Regions from separate parts of the Mus musculus genome. Here region 1 is linked to region 2. Evidence: chromatin contacts called from public promoter capture Hi-C data. All regions are on one chromosome and are shown on one strand. Each heading gives the region's core, a stretch centred on a gene start, on an enhancer-like site or on the middle of the called end of the contact. The rest is flanking DNA. Distances are from core to core; before and after follow the strand shown. Region 1 holds the start of Zfp326 (zinc finger protein 326). Region 2 holds the start of Pkd2 (polycystin 2, transient receptor potential cation channel).

Evidence for each region. Capture Hi-C pulls out chosen DNA fragments and counts their contacts.
Region 1: a promoter capture Hi-C map of adipose tissue shows a contact between it and region 2, with 3 times the contacts expected there. The contact joins the promoter of Zfp326 here to the promoter of Pkd2 in region 2. A contact is called at or near these places in 3 of 39 promoter capture datasets (hippocampal neurons, liver and pre-B cells), 1 of 484 Hi-C or Micro-C datasets (muscle stem cells), 3 of 115 datasets of contacts at active chromatin or transcription factors (astrocytes, large pre-B cells and stem cell-derived neural progenitor cells) and 2 of 9 other capture datasets (adipose tissue and liver).

What each region holds. Positions count from the first base shown.
Region 1 is chr5:105,874,989-105,878,268 of GRCm38.p6, reverse strand. It overlaps Zfp326 (zinc finger protein 326), which reads right to left and starts at 1,701. Exons shown (of 12, transcript NM_018759.2): 1 at 1,571-1,701. The coding sequence starts at 1,586.
Region 2 is chr5:104,458,177-104,461,289 of GRCm38.p6, reverse strand. It overlaps Pkd2 (polycystin 2, transient receptor potential cation channel), which reads right to left and starts at 1,833. Exons shown (of 15, transcript NM_008861.3): 1 at 1,065-1,833. The coding sequence starts at 1,653.

The DNA.
Region 1 (3,280 bases), core at 452-2,951, 1.4 Mb before region 2:
CTAGATATAACTGAACCCTGGCACATGACAGGATCAGAGTCAGATACACTCAAATCTACAGCCCAACTGCAGCATTGGTGGCTACGGATGGGCTGTTAAGAGATTATTTATCTCTAACATTGTTCATTATTTTTATCATAAGTATAATGAAAGCAAATACTCCAAATCTGACCGCTATTTTTCAATCCTCTACAGAAAATGGATTTCCTTACTGACTGACTCCTCCCACTCTGCACACACTACAAGGTTAACTTCTGGCACACCACATAGGTTGGTAGTGTCATCAAACTTTGGTCTAAAACATACTTTTTCTCTTCAATGTCAACTCTGACTAGTGCACATAGTAGTAATTTAGAGTCACCTATATCAGAATGAGTCACTGTCCAACCCCGAAGCACAAGCAGGACGGTATGCTATCCTGAAGAGCTGAACTATATTTCAAAGCAACCGAAAAGTACTCCGAAAAGGGTGATTCTTTTTCCTATATTTACACTTGACAGCCTCAACCTCTTGTAGCAAATCAAAAATCAAAAGCTCATGCAATACGACCTACGCCAAAAAAGCACACCTCATTCAATGTCAAAGCCCATTTCTGGTGGAGGCAGAGGCTTCCTTCACAAGAAATGAACCGGTTTTATTTAGAAATACCTAGTTCCTCGAGATTACACCCAGTTTAATCCTACAAACTGTTCCTCGGCTCCCTAACACTATCACTACTGTTGATCACTTTATCTTGACACTGATTCCTATAAAAGTTGAGCAAGGTTTGAAGATACCAAATTAACTGTACTTCACGGCCAGGGAAAGCTGAAAAGCAACGTTACAATTCGGTTTATTTAACCAGCAAGTCCAACACGGGCTGCTGTGCACCGATCTAGCTGAACGTGAAGGGCATCTGGGGCTTGCTGTGCCAGAATTCTAACTTAGGTAGCATTCATACACAAGCCCCACCACTACCACCCCTAAAAACAAAAATAATAATGATAATGCACTGGGTCACGGAGCTGTTTCAGACGCGGTATTCACTAGCAGGTAACCTGGGTGAGATATTAGACAGCTCGGTCGGCTACGTGGTAATAACTTGCAGATTCTGGTTCTGGGGGAACCGAAGCCCATCTCGATGGAACGCCTAGAGACGCCCTTTATACTCCTCTCACACGGAGAAGCATCGCACGAGCCCGAGGCAGCCTGTGTCGAGCAAGATTCCAGAGCCCGGGGCGACACGGTGAGGACCGGCTCCACCCGCCACCGGGTCGCTGCCCCGAGGGCCCCGTGGGCCCCGTGGGCCCGGTCGCCGCTCGGCGAGGCCAGGAAGTTGCAGGCGGCCGCGGACGAGGCCCCGAGGCTCGCAGCTAGGCCGACCCCCTAGACAGCAGGGCCCCGGGCCGGCCGCACCCCCACGTGGGGCTCCCGGACCACAGGGCTCCGGGCCGGGCCCGCGGTCGCTGCGCGGCCCACAGAACAAAGCCACACGGCCATCTTGAGGCGGTAAACAGACCCCCGGCGCAGGCCGCCCGCCGCCCTCCCTCCCGCCCGCCCGCCACGGCGGCCCGCCCCGCGCGCCGCTCACCGTCCTCGAAGTCCATGCTCGACGCCGCGGGGCTGACGGTCTCCGCGCTGCGCTCGCTGTGGCCCGCGGCAAGAGCCCGCGATACGGCAGTGTCCACACGACCGGCCCGCGCGACCGACAGCGGCGCTACTAGCCGGGAAGCCGCAGGCCACAGCGAGGCTGGGGGCGGGGTCGGGCGGGCCTGCCAGTCGTCGCAGCACCGCCTCCGATTGGCCGACGCGGGGTGGTGGGCGGGTCTCGCGAGGGGGGCGGGAAGCGAGGCAGTTGTCAGGCTCCTGGGTCCTGACCCTGGGGATCGCGGGGGACGGAAGGTGAAACGGGAGTGCGGAAGGCTGGAGAGGGATGTTCTGGAAGGACTCCGGTTGGCCGGCCATGTTGGAGCCTGGCAAGAGCAACCGGGTCCAGGAGGGAGTGCCTTTCTCTTGCAGAAACTCATTAAATGACATGGCGACCTTTGGCTACTGTTGGCTGAAGGAGTGAGGAGGAGAGATTTTTTTCACTACTTATGGAGTTCCTTCCTCTGACACACAGAAGTGTGGGGCGTGCACAGGAACCCTGATTGCCAAATAGGACAGGATCATAAGACTATCCCAAGACAGGCTGCTAGCCACTGCTGGGTTGAAGGTAGTAAAGCAACTGTGAAAGTTCACAGATGGGAAAGATTTGGCAGGAAGAAAGTAGTCCACCGTTCAGCTCGAAGGGGAGAGGGAGGGAGGGGGAGGAAGAGATTATTCCACTTTTAAAATTGTGTTGGAGCAGATGCAAAGGTATTCACTCAGGAACACTATGGGAAGACTCTTGTGGACTTGAACCACAGTTTTAAATAATTTTCTCTCTGTCCTCACAGAGCAAATGGCATTAACAACAAATTGGTTACCTAGATAGGAAGCCAGACATCAATTCTTTGCACTCAATTTGCTAGACTCAGTTCGGAGGAAGCCGGAAATAAAACTGGAAGCACAGGGAGGTATACCACAGTAGCCCCAAATCTGGGCACGGCTTTGTGTCCTCCTGCTCATCTCTTCCTCCTCCACCCTCCCTGACTCATCCTGTTCTCCACCCTTTCCCAATTCCTTCTCTTCTCCCCTCCCACACATGTTTTCTGTTCACCTGGGCTGAAAGCTGAACTCACAATTTCCCTTCTCAGACCTGCTTATCCTCGTGTATTCTCTTGGCTGTTCACGGGGCGGTGAGCAAACCGCCCACTAATCCCAGCCAGAAGGCTGACTCGGTCCAGTCCACTCGAGACTAGCTCACCGCTCTTTCAGCCTCCTACTTCCAATCCACACACTTTTGTATCTGCTTACCCCACCTAAGATATCTTAGGTCGGCCCCACCCTTTCCATTTTCGTGGCCACTACCTGAGTTAGGATACTCACTGTCTCCCTGCAAAACTCTTGCTTATACAGGGCTGGAGAGATGCCTCAGTGGTTAAGATCACTGACTGCTCTTCTACAGAGGTCTTGAGTTCAATTCCCAACAACCACAAAGAGATTCACAGCCATCTGTAATGGGGTCCGATGCCAACTGGTCATGTCATTCCCACATTAAGGCTCTGAGTAGATCTGTCCAATGCTGCCTAACATAGAACACAAACAAAAGGTAGAGATACTGCCTGACCCTTGCCCTCTCCCTGTATTCCCCTTCCTCTCACCCTGTTCTGTCTCTGTCTCTGTCTCTGTCTCTGTCTCTCTCTCTCTCTCTCTCTCT
Region 2 (3,113 bases), core at 584-3,083:
AAGATCAGAGCAGTTAAATAATAACCTCAAGGTCAAACAGTAGTAGGACCAGGATTTGGATGGAGGCCTGACCTGCCTAACTCACACTGCCTGGATAGTTTCTGTTGCAGGGGAAAATAACAACAAATCCTGGGCTGGAACTCTTAAAGCTAGAGGTTAAAATAACTAGGTGGGGGAGAGTTAGTGAAACTCTTCTACTTGGATACCTCCGGCTGCAAACCTTTAAGAACACGAGATTAACTAGCTATTGGAAAATCCGTGTCCTTTCTTGCCGTGTGGAGAGTTGCGTGCTCGTTGGAATGCTGACACATTAACCATCTGGAAAAGCAATCATCTTGTTGGAATGGCAAAGGACCTTGCTTCCAGTCTTTAAACACACACACACACACACACACACACACACACACACACACACACACGGGGGGGGGGGGGGGGGGACACGGGCGAGGTATAATAATTTTGTTTGCAACTGTTTAAGAAATGTCTAGAATTGGAAATGATCAAAAATGTGTTTCTACACATTTCTGTCAACAACCTCTCTCTCAACCAAACCTTCAGACAATGACCTGTTTAAAGGCATTTGTCTCAAAACTTGGATAACATTGTAGGTCCCTACTAGAATGGCTGAAGGGACATGACACATCGCCACCAAAGGAAAAGCTTGGGCTCTGGAATAAACTTGTTCCTCATTTGTGACATTTAGCAAGCATAAAGTTCCAACTATTGTCAGTTGTACTAGAATATTCACTTTTCGTCCTCCAAAAGCCCAGGTATTAACGGCTTGCTTTTGTTTTCCAAAATGTGCTAGCATCTTAAGGAGAGAGGAAGGGAGGAAGGGAGGCGTCCAATGAATTTGCACCAACAAGAACGCAGTAAAATTCGGTGATGGGTACCGGAAATCGCGCCGAATTAGAGGAGTTAGGGAAGGCGCTCTGGAAGGAGGCGGGAACGCAGAGGATGCGAGGTGGAGCCGCAGCAGACAGCCACCCTTGTAGGACAGGGGTTCGAGCCCGCGCGCAGGCAGTTGTCAAGCGTGCACTGGACGCCAAGAGTCCGGATCTTACCTCGCAGCCCTCGCACCAGCCTCTCTGCCCAGGCCACTCGGGGTGGCTGGCCCTCCAGCGGGAGGTGGCGATGCAGCGGGTCCCCGCCGCCCGCGGGGCTGGGACACTGCGCGCCCTGGTCCTCTAGCCGGCGCCGCCTCCCGCTCAGGTGAGCCGCGCCGCGGTAGCTCCCGAGCCCTCGGCCGCGGGCGCCCACCGAGCTCACGGCCGAGGAGGAGGCCGACCTCCGACTGCCCGGGCGCCACTCCACATCCATCTCTACCACCATCCCTCCTTCTTCTCCTTCCACCTCGTCGTCGTCGTCATCCTCCTCTGCCTCAAAGCCCGGGTTGTCGCGGCTCCACGCTTGCCTGGAGCAGGACGAAAGCGGAGGAGACGGCGAGGCCGAGGCTCCGGCCGGGGGATCCCGAGCGGCCGCCTGCCGGATGCGCTCCATCTCGATCTCCAGGCCCCGCTGCTCCCCGAGGCCGCCGGGGACAGCTAGGCCGGCGCCTCCCGCCACCAGGCGCCCGGGTCCGGACGCTCGCGGCGCGGGCGAGCGTCCCGCGTCCCCGGGCGGCTGCGGCTGCACGCGTCTGGAGTTAACCATGGCGCTCACTGGCGCCCAGCGCGCCCGGGAGTGCCGCCGCCCTCTGCCGCAGGAGCCATGTTCTTTTCTTCCCGGAGTCGGCCTGCTGCTCCCCGCCTCCGCCCGCCCCCTCGGCCCGCCTCCCGGGCCCTGGCCTCGCCTGGACTGGACTTAGGCGCGTCGAAAAGGCCCCAGCGGCCAGGGATCCAAGTAGAGCCAGGGTCCCCATCGGTGCCCACATTCCTACGGGGTAGCTTGCTTGGTCAGCCAGCTCGTCGGGAAAGGGGCTCCTGGGTGTGTCCATGCCTGCATGACCTTAAGATAGTGCTTAGACTCTGTCCATACTCCCCCTGGGTTTGCAAAGGTGCAAGGAGGAGGGTAAAGATGGAGATCTTTTGTTGGGATAGAAAGAACTAGTGAAATCCAGCTTGAACTGAATTCTCAGGGAAGGCAAAGAAATCCACCCTTCGTTTAAAAACCAGAAAGAAATCACCAAGGCGGCAAGGCTTGCATTTGGTGACCCTCAGCTCCTTGATTCTGTGTTTACTGGATGATTTCCTGTCTCCACTCTCCAGACATCTAGAGGCATCCAAGGGTTGGATTTTGGAACTTTCTGATGCCTCCACCATTACCTCATTTCCGCTCCTGGCCAGCCCTTGAGTAACAGAATCCTGCCTCAGGCGTTAGGTCTAGATCTCCATCCTCGCTACGCCCCAGCTGGCACAGCCAACTTAAGACAGCAGTTGGGTCAGGCAAAGCCTACTCCAAATTCGATTTTCCATGGTTTTCCCATCTCTTTTAAAAGTTAAATTCCTGGCCAAGATCTGTGCATCTCTGCCCTCACTTCTGACGCTTCTCATAGGATGTCCTCATCCACCTCCTCGTCAAGTCCCGCGGGGGTCTTCTTGTCATTTCTGTCCTCAAGGGGTTCTCTAATGCTTTTTACTCTAACTGCAAACATTGTCATTCCACAGCAGAGCAAATGATTTCTGTCACTTCCATATCTCTTCTGCCATTCTAATACTAAACTGGTCTCTCTCTGTTTAGCCTTGGGGATAGGACTGGATTGGGAGCCTATGGGTGGTATCCCTCCCCCATTTCCCTCCTACCCACCCACCCATATTCTCCATGTCTCCACTGTTTGCAATAAGGGGTCAGCCATGTTGGTACATTAAAGAATCTATGGAATTCTAGCTTAAGTGGTAATATTTTATTTCTGCAGTTTAGCAAATGTGCATGGTCCGATCCTATATTAGTTTGCCAGGCTTGTTATAATAACTTACCACACACTGTGTTCAATAATGCAAATACATTTTCTCAAAAAAAAAAAAAAAGTTGGTTGACCTTTTCCGAGGCCTGTCTTGGCTTGCATATGGCACGTTTTGCCTGTGTCTCCCCATTGTCCTCCCTTAAATGTTTCATCCTCCTCTTCCTCCTCATCTTCGTGGTCATCGTCATCATCACCATCATTGTCATCGTAG